Linked DNA regions of Mus musculus: regions 2, 3, 4 and 5 are each linked to region 1. The links are chromatin contacts, called in public HiChIP or PLAC-seq and Micro-C maps. All regions are on one chromosome and are shown on one strand. The core of a region is the stretch at or near the end of the contact, and the rest is flanking DNA. Distances in the headings are between cores, read along the strand shown. Region 1 holds the start of Syngr2 (synaptogyrin 2). Region 2 holds the start of Cep295nl (CEP295 N-terminal like). Region 3 has its middle 16 kb from the start of Mir6516. Region 4 has its middle 32 kb from the start of Mfsd11. Region 5 overlaps Sec14l1 (SEC14-like lipid binding 1).

What was found. A called contact is a pair of places that touch in the nucleus more often than the background predicts. HiChIP or PLAC-seq counts read pairs in DNA pulled down with a chosen protein or histone mark.
Region 2: a contact with region 1 is called in an H3K27ac HiChIP or PLAC-seq map of embryonic stem cells, with 5 read pairs. The contact joins the promoter of Cep295nl here to the promoter of Syngr2 in region 1. A contact is called at or near these places in 3 of 115 datasets of contacts at active chromatin or transcription factors (acute myeloid leukemia, embryonic stem cells and pancreatic cancer cells).
Region 3: an HNF4G HiChIP or PLAC-seq map of pancreatic cancer cells shows a contact between it and region 1. The contact joins the enhancer-like site here to the promoter of Syngr2 in region 1. A contact is called at or near these places in 5 of 39 promoter capture datasets (cranial neural crest, embryonic stem cells, liver and 1 more), 5 of 115 datasets of contacts at active chromatin or transcription factors (T-cell acute lymphoblastic leukemia, bone marrow-derived macrophages, embryonic stem cells and 2 more) and 2 of 9 other capture datasets (embryonic stem cells and pancreatic islet).
Region 4: a contact with region 1 is called in an HNF4G HiChIP or PLAC-seq map of pancreatic cancer cells. The contact joins the enhancer-like site here to the promoter of Syngr2 in region 1. A contact is called at or near these places in 3 of 39 promoter capture datasets (embryonic stem cells, hippocampal neurons and liver), 2 of 115 datasets of contacts at active chromatin or transcription factors (extraembryonic endoderm stem cells and pancreatic cancer cells) and 1 of 9 other capture datasets (adipose tissue).
Region 5: a Micro-C map of embryonic stem cells shows a contact between it and region 1, with 2.8 times the contacts expected there. The contact joins the enhancer-like site here to the promoter of Syngr2 in region 1. A contact is called at or near these places in 7 of 39 promoter capture datasets (the 3T3-L1 cell line, the C10 cell line, cranial neural crest and 4 more), 2 of 484 Hi-C or Micro-C datasets (both in embryonic stem cells), 3 of 115 datasets of contacts at active chromatin or transcription factors (forebrain, large pre-B cells and pancreatic cancer cells) and 1 of 9 other capture datasets (embryonic stem cells).

The regions. Positions count from the first base shown.
Region 1 is chr11:117,808,374-117,811,073 of GRCm38.p6, forward strand. It overlaps Syngr2 (synaptogyrin 2), which reads left to right and starts at 1,294. Exons shown (of 4, transcript NM_009304.2): 1 at 1,294-1,430. The coding sequence starts at 1,332.
Region 2 is chr11:118,341,095-118,343,794 of GRCm38.p6, forward strand. Cep295nl (CEP295 N-terminal like) reads right to left here and starts at 1,440. Exons shown (of 3, transcript NM_021440.2): 1 at 1,219-1,440; 2 at 483-579. All of the region lies in intron 1 of Timp2 (tissue inhibitor of metalloproteinase 2), which reads right to left.
Region 3 is chr11:117,091,599-117,094,298 of GRCm38.p6, forward strand. No RefSeq gene overlaps it. Among named protein-coding and RNA genes, the nearest start is that of Mir6516, 16 kb to the left of the region's middle. Within about 2 kb of position 1,288, at least 115 of the 459 cell types and tissues checked have an H3K27ac peak or open chromatin away from gene starts, as enhancers often do. A contact at or near this core is called in T-cell acute lymphoblastic leukemia, embryonic stem cells, pancreatic cancer cells and 1 more, where this site is marked.
Region 4 is chr11:116,884,683-116,887,382 of GRCm38.p6, forward strand. No RefSeq gene overlaps it. Among named protein-coding and RNA genes, the nearest start is that of Mfsd11, 32 kb to the left of the region's middle. Within about 2 kb of position 1,274, at least 85 of the 459 cell types and tissues checked have an H3K27ac peak or open chromatin away from gene starts, as enhancers often do. A contact at or near this core is called in pancreatic cancer cells, where this site is marked.
Region 5 is chr11:117,155,588-117,158,287 of GRCm38.p6, forward strand. It overlaps Sec14l1 (SEC14-like lipid binding 1), which reads left to right. Exons shown (of 16, transcript NM_001166506.2): 15 at 774-952; 16 at 1,214-2,700. The coding sequence ends at 1,319. Among named protein-coding and RNA genes, the nearest start is that of Sec14l1, 42 kb to the left of the region's middle. Within about 2 kb of position 1,369, at least 57 of the 459 cell types and tissues checked have an H3K27ac peak or open chromatin away from gene starts, as enhancers often do. A contact at or near this core is called in embryonic stem cells, where this site is marked.

The sequences.
Region 1 (2,700 bases), core at 44-2,543:
GAGAGAGAGAGAGAGAGAGAGAGAGAAAGAGAGAGAGAGAGAGAGAGAGAGAGAAAGGGAGGCTTTGTAGGAAAGTCCTGACAGCCAGTTCTCCTTCATCAAACACTCATGGCGTGTATGAACAGATTTTAGGAGGTAGCCCTGGGCTCACCTACCAGCGGCTTGTCACAGGCTCTGTTAGTGTGGGGAGGGTGCAAATAGACGCAGATAGACTGTTAGAAGGCCCAGTCTCTCTTGTGCCTACTCCTGTCTTCTCCCGAGTGGTGACCCTTCTGGTGGGGCAGGCTTCTGCCTCAGTTTCCTTATTGTCCAGCCCCCCTCATTACTGAGGTGAGTCTGTCTCATTATTCATTATCCATTGAAGTGACTGTGGTAAAGCCATCTTGTCATGACTCCATTCTGTGTCACTTCTCAGCCCTCTACACCCCTCAACAGCCATGGTCTCCTTGGGAACAAATTTGTGTTGTCAACAGAAGGATATCTGGAGGCCTCTTGGCGGCCAAGGTGAAGCCCTGGGTTGACACACGACCCCTTCCGATTAAGCATCAGGTTCCCTTTCTAAATGTTATTGGGGGACAGGGGGAGCTGGAGTCTATGACCTAGTGATCTCATTTGTTTTAATTTTTAAAATTACAATCCTCAGTATGTGTGTACTTGAGACTAGATCTCAGATAGCTCAGGGTTGTCTTGAACTCCTTATTCTCCTGCCCTCTTTCTCTTCCTGAGACAACAGCCACCAGGTACTTTGCAGCATGTGATCACGATGTCTAGAAATCTGCCCTTCAGAGCCCTTTGGCTTTCAGGCTTAGCTCCAGAGCAAAGAGTAGCCAGAACTGTGGGGGCCATAGTTATTAATTACTACAGTAGTCCAGAGGTTGGAACTGGGGGCCTCTGATGTGCTAGGCAAGAGCTTATGCCCCAGTCCTTTGGTCTGGAGCAGAATGGTGAAGTGACATCCAGGTATTTACGAGCCTGGATTCTGGATTGGTGGGATTTGGGTGTCTGGAGGGCTTATGGGAGAGGACCTTCACCAGGGCACTGTGTAAGTAAGAGTAAAGTGGGAGCCGCCTAGGATGTCTCTTCTTGGGGACTCTTTGATCCTTTCTGGATGAACTCAGTAGGACATATTTCCCAGGGGTGAGCTTTTCCTCCCCCTTCCGCACCCTGGCGCCTCCTGCGAGCTCCAAGTTTTGCTGCCAACTTCCACGAGTTTGGAGGGGCTACTTCCCGGCGGTTGGCCCCGCCCTGTCGGCGGCCGGACCCGCCCCCGTGGGCGGGGCGGGGCAATCCGGCTAGTTCCCGGCCATCCGCGGCTCGGTGGCGAAAGCGACATGGAGAGCGGGGCCTATGGCGCGGCCAACGCGGGCGGCTCCTTCGACCTGCGGCGCTTCCTGTCTCAGCCTCAGGTGGTGACGCGCCTCGTGAGCATGGTGAGTCCACCAGCGAGGACCCGGAGCCGGGCGTCCTGGCTACCAGGGCCCGTGGGGCCGCGGGCCGCAGAGCGCGACAGGTGGCGGCGGCTGCGCGTCCTGGGCCTTTCGGAGAGCGCGGGGCCCCGTGCCCCTCCGCGTCTCTGTCCCCTCCAGCCCGTGGGTTTTGTCGCCTGTTCCACTCCGGACCTTGTCTCCCCAACTCCGGGCCGGGCCCCGCCGCACCCTGGACCACTGGTCCAGGCCGCTCTGGTGCGGGACGTCCCCGAAGTTCTCCGGGGAGGCAGGCCTGTCGCCTTGTTGGCATTGGGAGGGACCGGAGAGGGGCACGGCACAGCAGGTGGCCGGCACGCCGCGGCTCCCAGCCTAGGGAATTCACCTGGAAGGGACTTTCTGCAGCCACGTGGGGTGCGAGGAGGGGGATTGGCCTGGCACTCTGAAGGAGAGTTTCCTTCCCTCTCAGAGGCTAGCAACAGGTCTGCTTTCCCACCAAATGCACTCCCTTCCCAGAAGCGGGGCGAGCCCCCTTGTACCAGGCGTGCGGGGGCAGCTTTCCATACCTTGGGATGAAAACACTGAAAACTGAGACTTTAGCTGCCAGATTGAGGGTGGCCCCACTGCGCCCAGGGGGTCTGGGCCTGGAGCCTTGGAGGTGCCCTGGCTCCCCGGAATCTCCCAGCCTAGCGGTGGAATCTAGTGACTCCGTCCTGGGTTGTACCCTGTCAGTCAGGATGGCAGTGCCAGGAGCCCTGACCCATACTCCGCGCCCAGTCCTGGAGTTCCGGCTTCATCCACAGCTGGGGGCGGGGCTTGTGACTGCCAGTTCCACAATCCTATTGAGAGCGTCCCCGCAGGATCGCTCTGGTCCTGCAAGTCTGGAGGCAGCCAGGTGCCCACAGACTCAGTTGCATCTGCCGCCTTGACGTGGGCTTGGCGGTGGCCTTAGGGTGTGGGGAGGAAGCGAAATGACTAGGACGATTCCAAAGGAGCTGCTTTCCAAACTTTGGCCAGTCTCTGCTGGTGACTTTCCCACCTCTGTCCTGGCTCCTGCGGGATCTGAGTCTGGCTGTGGATCTGACCACCCCAAGAACCTTGCTCTGAGGGGAACCGTTGTGGGGGTGGAGACTAGTAGTTCTCTGGAGGGGAGGGGCCGACGTGCCAAAGAAGCCGGAAGTCCTTGTAGGGAGAAGGCTGGCTGACTGGGGAGTCTCTTGCTTTAGGGGGAGTCTTGGAGGGAAATAGGGCAGCTGTTGAAGGGTGTTCTGGAAGA
Region 2 (2,700 bases), core at 190-2,689, 530 kb after region 1:
GTTCGAGGCCAGCCTGGTCTACAGAGTGAGTTCTAGGACAGCCAGGGCTACACAAAGAAACCCTTTTGGGGGCGGGGCAAGGCGGGGCGGGGCGCAGGGGAGCACATTTAAGTGTTGAAATGGCTAGGAATATACCAGATAATAAGAAATGTATAGATGCTTGAGTAACAACAGCCAGACTAAATGTCAGCAGAGCAAGGGAGAGTCGGACATGCAAAGAGTTTCTTCCCAGATGGTTCTGAGAAAGGAGAGAAGAGGCCAGGAATGCTAGCAAGATCTCAGGACAATGACAAAAGGCAGAAACCTCTGCAGGGCTGGAGGATCTGGGAGGAGGGCAGGTGGTACACTGTGCGCCCAGAGAGAGGTGGTGATCAATGCTATCTCAGCCCCTCATCTGTGAAGTGAGTGACAGCAGTTTCTCCCATCGCTGTGAGGACCACCCAGATGCTCGGCCAGTTATGTGGGGAGAGGGTGGTACTTACGGTATGCGTCTCCAGATGACTGAGCCAGGCCAATGAGGACACATTACAGGGAGGCAAAGGCTGGCCGGGTGAAAGGAGGCACTTTCTATGGAGCTGTCTTAAAATCATTGGGTAGGCAATGAGACACCCATCACTGGAGGCATCCAAGCCAAGCCCAGGTGAAATAAACATCAGAGATGTTTCTAACCCCATTTCTCTATACTCTACGACACAGTACGCGGCCTCATGGCCCGTTTCTGGCCCCTCCTCCCTCAGCTAAGTTCCAGAGAAAGGTCATTCCTAAAGGCGCTGGGCTGCGTTTTTGTTTTTTGTTTTTTTTGAAGTGGTGTCAGAATCTCTCCTGGGGAAGGCGTGGCAAAGTATGTCTTAGCCAAGCTCACAGCCCCTTTCTCACCCAGATTCTGGGGGTGGGGCTACACGCGGACATCTGACCATTCCCCCATGCTCTACCAGGAGAGCAGGGCAGCCAGTTGAGGGGGTGAGGAACAAGCTCAGATCCCCGCAGACAGACCTTGTGGTAAGCTGCCCTCTGACCTCAGGGTTCAGGCATCCACCAATCAAGAGGGGCACTTGTGGCTGATGCAGGTGGGGCCTTACTAAATATAGGGGTGGTGTTCACCACCTTTCCAAGTCCCTAGCCAGCTCAGGGGCACCCAGCTGCCATTCTTAATGTCATGACACCTCCCACTCCTCAGAGCATCTTGTCTTCCCACCCCCAGCCCCCCGCTGTCAGCACCTATTCTTGCTGGTAAGACGGACTTTTAAATCTGCATCAGGTCACGTGGCCTGGTCACACGTTCTCCCCCAACAGCCGGCACAAAAGACCCCCCCTCCCAGCGGAGAAGGGGCAGACACCGCAATCTTGTCCTAAGGTGGTCCAAGTGGGGTTTCAGGGGTCACTGACCCAGGTTAGGTGGAATTACCACTCCCCACCTCTGCCAGCAGCCCTGTCTGCCCTGTCTGGTTAACCAAGGGAGGCTGTTGCCATGGGAACAGCAGAGCTGTGGTGCTGTGACATCACCTCAGGGGTGAGGTCAGATACAGAGACAGGCCAGCCAGAGGACAAGTTTCCAGGTGAGAAAAGCAATCAGAGATTTGTCTCAAGTGGCAGGGACTGTGAGCTTTTTGAAAGCAGTCTGTTTGAAGAGGTGTTGATGAGCAATGTAGAAAGCCTCAGTTCACAGCCACAGCCTGGAGGAGTGCTCCCTCCCCTCAGACTGGCAGCATCACGACCTCCTCAGGCTGTGCTCTCCCACCCCAGCTGTCAGAACATTAAGAGGACAAACATACGTAAAGATCTCAAGGACAGGCGCTTCCCATCCCTCTTCGTGCAGAGACAGCAGCTGGCTGGACTCGGGCAGAGGGTATGGGCTACTTCCCAACAGCTCTGAGAAGCTGACTGAGGCAGGAGAAGAAAGAATCCTAGCTCCGGCTCCTCGTTCATTCTTAAACCTCCTTAGACCTCAAAGCTAGACATCCTTGACTGTGCTGGAGCATCCTCTAAAAGTAAGACCACTGAGGGTTTACTTTGGGGAAGGTGGCTTCGTAAAGAGTCAAGCTTAAAGTTCCTCCTATCGAGGAAAAGTAAAGGGCAGGGCAGGCCGAGCTGTGGAGAACGCAAGATGAGAGGAGCTGAACCTGGAACCAAAGGCTGTGGCCGGATGGAATGAGCCCCTGGAAAAGCCACTGCCCACTGACTTGGACCAGCATATGCGTTATCCCCACACGAGGAACTTTCTCCACGAAAGCCGCCTCTGTTTTTCCGGTCCCCTTTCTCACACTCTTGTGATGGTTTATTTTCTGTGTCAACTTGACTGAACCGGGGAATACTCAGCTGGTTAATGAACTAAGGGACACCCAGCGAGCTGGTAAATGTGGAGGTGTTTCTGCATGGGATTAACTTTGAATCATACTGCTTGGGCTACGGGTGTCCAAGCTTGGGGATCCAGACGATGTCGGGTGTGAATGAATATCTGTTGTCTCCAGCCATCTGGGCTCCTCCTGGTCCCTTGTCCTTTGCTCTCTAGAGACTATCCACCCCCACTCACAGATGAAATCACACCACTGCTTTCTGGTCTGCAGATACCAGTGTGGGCTCTTTCAAACTGTGGGAGCCCCATTCCCACTCCAAAGCCCGGGCCTTCTCTCTGTTGATTCTGTTTCTCTGGAGAACTCACAAACAGAGCCCTGGGGTTGATCTTTCTGTCTCTTTCATCTT
Region 3 (2,700 bases), core at 38-2,537, 720 kb before region 1:
AGAAATTCCAGAAAGGGCCTTAAGAAAGGCGCGTTCTTCTGCAAATAAGACAGGCAGTGAAGGAAGGGTGAGGTTGGTTGGTTTGTTTGTTTTGGGGTTTTGTTTGGTTTATTTTTCTTGTTAGGGATCCAACCCAAGACCTTATGTATGCTGAATTACACCCCCAGCCTTTGAAAAAAAAAATGTAATTTGGTTGAGAATCAAGAAAGCCACCTCCACTTCTGTTCCAAGTAAGGGGAGGGTCAGGATTCCAAACTCAGCGGATGCTCCGCAGTCCCGCCCATCGGCTCCTTGCTGTGTCCCACCCCTAACCTTCAGGAGAACACGACTGGGGCCAGCCCGATCCGGTCCACAGTTTCACTCTGCGTATAAGAGCAGTTAATGCGTGTGTCACCCGAGAACGTTCACATGTCACACGTCTCCCTAGGCATGTGATTTCTCTCAGAGTCGCTAATGCTGGAGAAAACCAGCTGCCGGTGGAGAGGCTAGTGTGCCTTGAGGGTCAGGGCGAAGAGTCTCGTTCACTCAACCGCGAATGCTGCCCACGTGGAGGGGGTCCTGGTTGGACCGCTCAGTCCTACAGCTTTCCTGAGGCCACCTCTCTTTCAGCTGTTCCTCTGTGGTGAGGACGCAGGCCGGGGGACAGTCGCCAGTGATCCAGCTCTAAGTGCCTGATTGACTGGAGGTCATGCCTGACTCTCAGGGGGAAAATGAGGAGTCTCATTTAACTGATTTTATTTGTTTTGTTTTGTGTTTTGAGACAAGGTCTGTCTTGGTAGCTCTAGCTGGCTTGAAAGTTGCTATGTAGACCAGGCTGACCACTAGTTCCCTAAGATCTCTGTACCTCTGCCTCTAGTGTTGAGATTAAATGGACGAGGTGCCACACCAGCATATTTGCATGACTTTAAAGGAAAGAAAAGTGTACAAACAGATAACAGATACATGCACATCCAACACACACACACACACACACACACACACACACACACACACACACACAATTTCTTCTTTAGATTTCTACTCTGTTTTTTGCTTGGTTAATGGAAGAAAGAGACTTAAAAAAAAAACAAAACAAAAAACCAACAACAAACAAACCCAAAGTGGAGAGAAACTGCAGTTCATCTATACGTAGAAAACACCACATCAGAGCACAGCCGAGGGAGAAAACTGAGGCTGTGAGAAGGTCACGACCTTCTCCCACTGAGGCTGTCTCACAGTCCTTGGGGCTTCACAGGCTGGGAGGGGCCAGGCCGTCTTGCTGACACAGCTTTTTCTCATGGGAGTTCTGTAGGGCGAGAGGCGCATTGCCAGCACCATCCCATCCGCTGCACCTGCAAGGGCCTTTGAACAGGGGACTTCATCTGCTGGCCACGTCATGACCTCTGAGTGTGACTCTGTGGGCTTGACATTTGCATTGTGGCTTATAGCTAACTCTGTTCTGTCACACCTCAGATGTACACCCCCAAACACAGCCCCCAGGGCCCCATGCCCCATTCAACATTCTCCTGTCTCCTGTCCAGCCAGTAAGTAGCAACTAAACATGTTTCTCTCTCTCTCTCTTTCTCTGTGTGTGTGTGTCTGTCTGTCTGTCTGTCATCTGTCTCTGTATCTGTCTTTGTCTCTGTGTCTCTCTGTCTTTCTCTCTCTGTATCTTTCTCTTTTTCTATCTCTGTCTGTCTCTGTGTCTCTCCATATCTCTTTCTTTATCTCTTCCTCCCTCTGTGTCTCTGTATCTCTGTCTTTCTCTCTGTGTGTCTCGGTCTTTATCTCTCTCTGTATCTCTGTCTTTATCTCTCCCTCTGTCTTGTCTCTCCCTGTCTCTCTCTCTCTCTGTTCTCTCTCTCTCTCTCTCTCTCTGTTCTCTCTCTCTCTCTCTCTTGCAGAGAGGAGGGCAGCGAGGTTGAAGGAGCACCCTGTGGAGTGTTATCTTCTTCTGCCTTTCTATGGATTCCCAGGATCAAAGCCTGTGTGACAGGAGCCCGGATCCACATGGTCATCTTGCCAGCTCCTTCAGTGACTGCTTCTATTAGGAAGAATTGAGGGGAGTCTGGGGTTGGCTGGGGAAGCCAAGCTTACTCTCTAGATTGCTCAGCACTCTCCCGGGAAAGATCTTTCTTTTGCTGTAAAGACAGAGTCAGCCAGGCAGTGGTGGTGCAGACCTTTCATCCTAGCACTAGGGAGGCAGAGGCAGGGGGATCGCTGGGTTCTAGGACAGCCTGATCAACCAAGCAAGCTCCAGGGCTGTACCATAGAAAAACCCCGTCTCAAAAACAAAACAAAACAGACAGACTGCACACACACACACACACACACACACACACACACACACACACACACAGGGTCTCTGTAGCCTGGGCTGGCTCTGAACTTGCTATGTAGTTGCAGATGATCTTGAATTCTGATCTTCCTGCTTCTACCTCCCCAGTTCTGGGATTATACTTGTCCACCTTGTTTGGCAGGAAAGATATCTTAAAGGCCACTGGCTCTGGTTCCAGGTGCTTATCTAACACTGGAATCTGTCTGACAAGCGGTCCACAGAACATATCCTCCTTTCTTCCCCTTTGCATGTGGCTCGGAGATTGACCAGATCTTTGGGATGCTTTGCATCCTGGGGACCCCCAATGAAGCCAGGTGACACCCAGCTGCCTGACTGTAAGAGCAGCTTCCCTAAGTGGCCTGGGAAGGGGCTGGAGGAGGTGA
Region 4 (2,700 bases), core at 24-2,523, 920 kb before region 1:
TATTTAGATTTGTTCATTTTTATTTCATGTGTGCTTTGTTTCTGTGCACCACATGCATACCTGGTGCCTGTAGAGAACAGAAGAGCTCATCAAATACCGCAGAACGATCCCAGACGATTCCGAGTGACCGTGTGGTGTTGGGGCTCAAACCCTGGTTCTCTGGAAGAGCAGTCCTCTCATCTGCTGAGCCATCTCTCCAGCCCATAAACAAAAACGTAAAAGAAAGAAAAGACCTGTTCCGGTCAGACCAGAATTATGATGGCTAGGATGCCCCGTCTTGTATCTTGAAATGCAGTGGACATGCCTGCTCTATAAGGTCTCCATACACTTTAAGACCCTTTTTTTTTCTTCTGCAAGTCGATGGGTCTAGATACCCAAGATAGTCTCGAACCTGGGCTGTAGAGTGCTTGCCTAGTATGCTCAGACCCCCGGTTTCCATTCCCCAGTGCTATTAAAACAAAAACAAAAAACAAAAAATTGGGCTTTGTGGCACATGATTGTAGTCCTGCACTCAGGAGTCAGAGGCAGGACGATCAGGAGTCGAAGGTCAGCCTTGGCTATGTTTTTGAGGCCAGCCTGGGCTATAGACTCCAAATCAAATCAAATTTATTCCAGATGATTCGGGGGAAAGACTCAGCCACAGCTGTCCAGCTCTTGAATCCTCTCATAGAGTGCAGAAATCAGTTCTTGGTACGGAGGCTGGGTGCATATCCTACGATGCCCAGCAGAGGGCAACCGACTCTTGCGATCTGTTTTTACAGCTTTGGATCTAGGCCGAGACTGAACTCGTGATCTGGGATGCAAGAGGTGTGGAGCCGGCATAGTAAATAGCTCGGTTTAAGGGACGTCTCTGCTGTGTTTCAGTCTCCCACGCTTAGGTCTCCGAGGTGTCACTGTCCTATGTGTTCTGTTGTCCCGACGTGAATCTCTAAGTTTATAGGTAGACTTTCCGAAAGAAGAGCCAGTGAAATGGTTCAGCGGAGACTGTCCTGACACCTTCCCTTTGTGTGTGTGTGTTGTGAGGAAGGGCAGGGGGTGCGGGGCAGGGCGCGGGGGTGCTGGGGGATCCCTGGCATCCTCTGGCTCTGCGCAGACCCAGTTGAAAAGAAACTTAGGTTCCTTCACCCTGAACTCCCTCTGCGTGTACAGGGATCCTACTGCTCTCCGCCTCTCCGGGGGTGGGGGTTGGGGGGACGGAGGGGGCGAGGTGAGGAGGGAGGGAAGGGGAGGGGAGGGAGGTGACTGATCCTCTGAAAGGGAATCCGGAAGCCCTTGGCTGGCTTCAGCAGGTTGCTAAGGAACAGGAGGCCTCAGGGGTGCTCTGCAGGTGAGTTGGATCCCTTGCCAGCTGTCTGCTTCGCAGTTTCTGTTCCCCCTTGAGCACCGGGGTGGGGGTGGGGGGAAAAGGGGGGTGCAGCTGGTTACCCAGATCTACCACCTACTTCTGTAACAAACTCAGCACCTGTCTCAGGCTGACAAGGGCCCAGATGGGACAATGGGTTTACTGCAGCTCCGGTCTTCCCAAGTCTAAGGGTTTTTTTTCTCATGAGTGGCTGTCTCTCCCATCTCTGTGTGGGCTGGGCTTTAGTTTTATGTAGGTAGTGGTTAAACCAGGGCCTTATGCATGCTAAACAAACACTCTGTCGCTAAGCCACACCCACAGTCTAAAGGCAGGTGGATGTTGTTGTTGTTGTTTTTGGGCATGTTGGCACACAACTTCACTTCCAGTACTTGGGAGATAGGATGACAGATCTGTGAGTTCAAGGTTGGCCTGGTCTGCATAGCCAATGTTAAGCCATCCAGGAATGCATAGTGAGACCCTTCCTCAAAACAGAAGTTATTCTTTGAGAGTTTCATTGGTGTGTATAGTGTTATTTTGGTCACCCTCTCATCTGTCTCCCACTCCCTGAACCACATCTTCCAAAGAAAAATCCCCTTGGCTTCGTGGGGGGGGGGGGAGGGGAGGGGAGAGGGAGGCAGAGAGAAAGAGAGAGACAGAGACAGAGAGACAGAGAGACACTCAGGAGCCAGGGTTTCAGCCCTCGTCCAGAAGCAAAGTAGACACTCGCTCAGAACTGCAAACACAATGATACTCTCCTTGTCACTGTGGTTGAAATGGGGACAGATAAACTCTGGTTCAAGTTACCACCTGTCGCTCCTCAGGTGTCATTGTGGATGAGAGTTCTTAACTGTCACTTTCATCAAGCTAGAACCTGGGAGAAATGGCTGGGTGACCGAGTCCTTGTGTCCCACACTGCAGGGAGCTCAGACCACCACGGGGCACCAAAGAGATGGGCACAGAGGAAACTGTGCCCAGTGAGTGGACACTGAGAGGGTCCCATTGCCCAGTGCCCACCCAGTTGGAAGTACTGTCTATTCTGGGCCCCAGGAGAGTAATGGGGAGAGCTAGGGTCAAGGCAGGAACAGTGGGAGGGGAGGGGGTGTCATCTGGTCCAAACCTCTGCATCTGCACGCCCCCTGCCCCTCATCCCCCATCCTTAGATCTGCAGAGTCCAACCAAAGAACAGGATGGAGTTTTCTGGTTCATCTCCTGCTTCTGCAGGTGCAAGCTCTTGCTGGGGATATAGATGGAGCTCTGAGGTGGGGAAAGAGGGTGGGGCCTTGCTTCTCTGAGGTGTGGGCCTCGGTGTCAGAATGAGGCAAAAGGGGGAGGGAGGAGGGCTTAGGAGGCTCATTCAG
Region 5 (2,700 bases), core at 119-2,618, 650 kb before region 1:
AGACTCAGGATGCCCCAGGGCACAGAGGAAGGAGAGGCACGAGACCTTAGTAAAGTGTGGGTTTCCCCAGAAGTGCACATGCACCCAAGTGCCAGGTGACAGGGAACTAGGCTTTGCCTCCAGAGGGAAGTCACACAGACAGAAGCAAGAGGGGAACGTGCAGAGGGCACTGTCAGCTCTTGCTAAAACCCATGACATCTCTATACTGCGAGGGTTCCTGTTGGCCCTGTGGCTCTCTCTGTATGCTGGTGCTGGCTCACCTCTGGCACTGAATGCCCACTTACTTCTTTTCCTCCTGCAATGCCTCTGACCACACAGTGGCTGCCCGCTGTCCTCCAGCTGAGGTTTTCAGAAGCCAGCTGCCAGTGCATGCGGTCTGTGATGCAGTGTAAAGGGAGTCTTCCCATCGTAAAAGCTGGCTCTGCCTCTGAATCATTAAACCAGAATGGAAGAAGTCATTGGAACAGATTGCCCCTGTGTGCTAGGAAGGTGACAGGAGTGGCAGAGAAGCTGTTCCCTGACCTAGCTGTCTCTGTCAGAGAGACAGGCCCTTCTGACAGCTCCCACCTGGCCAGGCACTTTCAGCCTGGTACTCTCTAGAGGTTGCAGGTTGCTGAGGGTGGTAGACAAGGTGCATGCTGCCTTCCTAACACCTGACAGACCATCGCATAGGCTGCCTCAGTGGGTGGAAGGGCATCCATCATTAGGCTGTTGGCTCAGGACACCCCTCCCCTTGGTGGAATGTCCTGAGTTGCTGCTGTTCACTGTTGCAGGGGTCCCATGTGACCAGGTGGCCAGGCTTCTACATCCTACAGTGGAAATTCCACACCATGCCAGCATGTGCTGCCACCAACCTACCCCGAGTGGACGACGTGCTGGCCTCCCTGCAGGTCTCCTCCCACAAGTGCAAAGTCATGTACTACACAGAAGTGATCGGCTCTGAAGATTTCAGGTTTGTGCCTGAGAGGGAGGCTCTGGCAGCAGGGACTACTTGTTCACTGCCTGCAGCTCTCCATAGGAAAGGGAGTGTAGCACTTGCTAAGTGCAGTGTCACCCGAGGGGCAAACTACGGATTCCTCCATTGATTCTCATGTCCTGTCCCAACTTTACAAGGGCCGACGGAGGGGGGGGGGGGGGGAGCAGATAGAGATGCTCGCTTGGGGCGGCTCAGAGCAGCTCCTCACTCCTGGTTCTTTGTTGATTACATCTGCAGAGGCTCCATGACCAGCCTGGAATCTAGCCACAGCGGGTTCTCACAGCTCAGTGCCGCCACCACCTCCTCCAGCCAGTCGCAATCCAGCTCCATGATTTCCAGGTAGTGCCGCGAAGCCTGCGCCTGCGCGGAGGGCGGGCGCCCCGGCTGCTGTGCTCCGCCCACCCCAGGATGTGCAGACTCCGCCCACCCCTGGATGTGCAGACTCCTCCCTCTAGATAGCAGCTAGATCTGCAGATGGTCACTAGTCACCTGGTCCCCAGACCATCCTGAGAGGTAGTTTTAACTCTACCCCTAACTTTAACTCAATAGCCATAGATTTTGTATACAGCGTGCACAAAATCAAACCAGAGCACAAGGGCTCTCGAAAGAAAAGTAGTTTATCTACAGTAAGAGACTGACTGGTCTCAGTTGTCGATGCAAAAAATGTTACCAACAAACTCCACCTTGTCCACTAGTGAATGACTTGTGTGACACCCTGCAGAGACTCGCCACCTCCTCCTCCACGGAACCGAAGCTGCAGCAGGCAGCCCTTAAGCTGCAGCGGAGTCCTCTCGGCTCCCTGTTAGTGGAGGTGGCCTGTGGATCCAGAACAGCTCTTGAGGTCCCTTTCCGCTAAGGACTTGGCAGCCTGAGGAGCACCCAGTGCTGGGTCAGAGCCAGCCTGATCCCGAGCAGACACTGCAGCCCAGGAGGGGCTGCCAGGGCTCCTCGTGAATCCTGACAACACCGCCATCATTAAACATTGCTTTCTCTTTCCTCCTCTTCAAATCTTTTGATATTTTTCAGAGCAAAATTTTTCTGTCCGTGAACTTGGTGGAGGGGATGGGGAGGATTCTTTCCCTCTGCTGAGTGCTGCCTTTCCTTCTGCAGGAGGCGGCTCTGTGCCCGTAGCACCCAGGGTCCTCAGTCCTCTCAGAACCCAGGGTCCTCAGTCCTCCCAAAACCCAGGGTTCTCAGCCCTTAGCACCCAGGGTACTCAGTCCTCCCAAAACCCAGGGTTCTCAGCCCTTAGCACCCAGGGTACTCAGTCCTCCCAGCAGCACCCAGAGTCCTCAGTCTTCCTAGCACCCAGGATCCTCAGTCCTAGCACCCAGGGTCCTCAGCTCTCAGCAGGGTGTTTGGAAGCAGTAGGTCACACTTGCCTTTAGAAGTGTGGCAGTGCAAACTCTAGCAATGCTCTCCAGGGGGGTGCATGGCTTGCAGTGGCCTTCGGCATGTGGGTGGATGCTGGGTATGTGTGTAGGTGTTGTGTGTGTGCATGAGGGAGTGGGGTGTAGCTGGGGAGGGGCTGCAGATCTGCACTTGTTCTTCTGCGTTTCATAGAAGCAGGTCAGAGGCTGGGGCTAGTTTGCCTTTTTTCTTCTTTCTTTTTTTTCCCCTGATCTTGACTCCCCAGAGCCTGCTGTTGGAGCAGATCCTTGCTTTACGGCTTTTATGGGGAAAGCATGCTTCTTAGCGAACTGTCTAGAAGTTGCAGGTGGCTG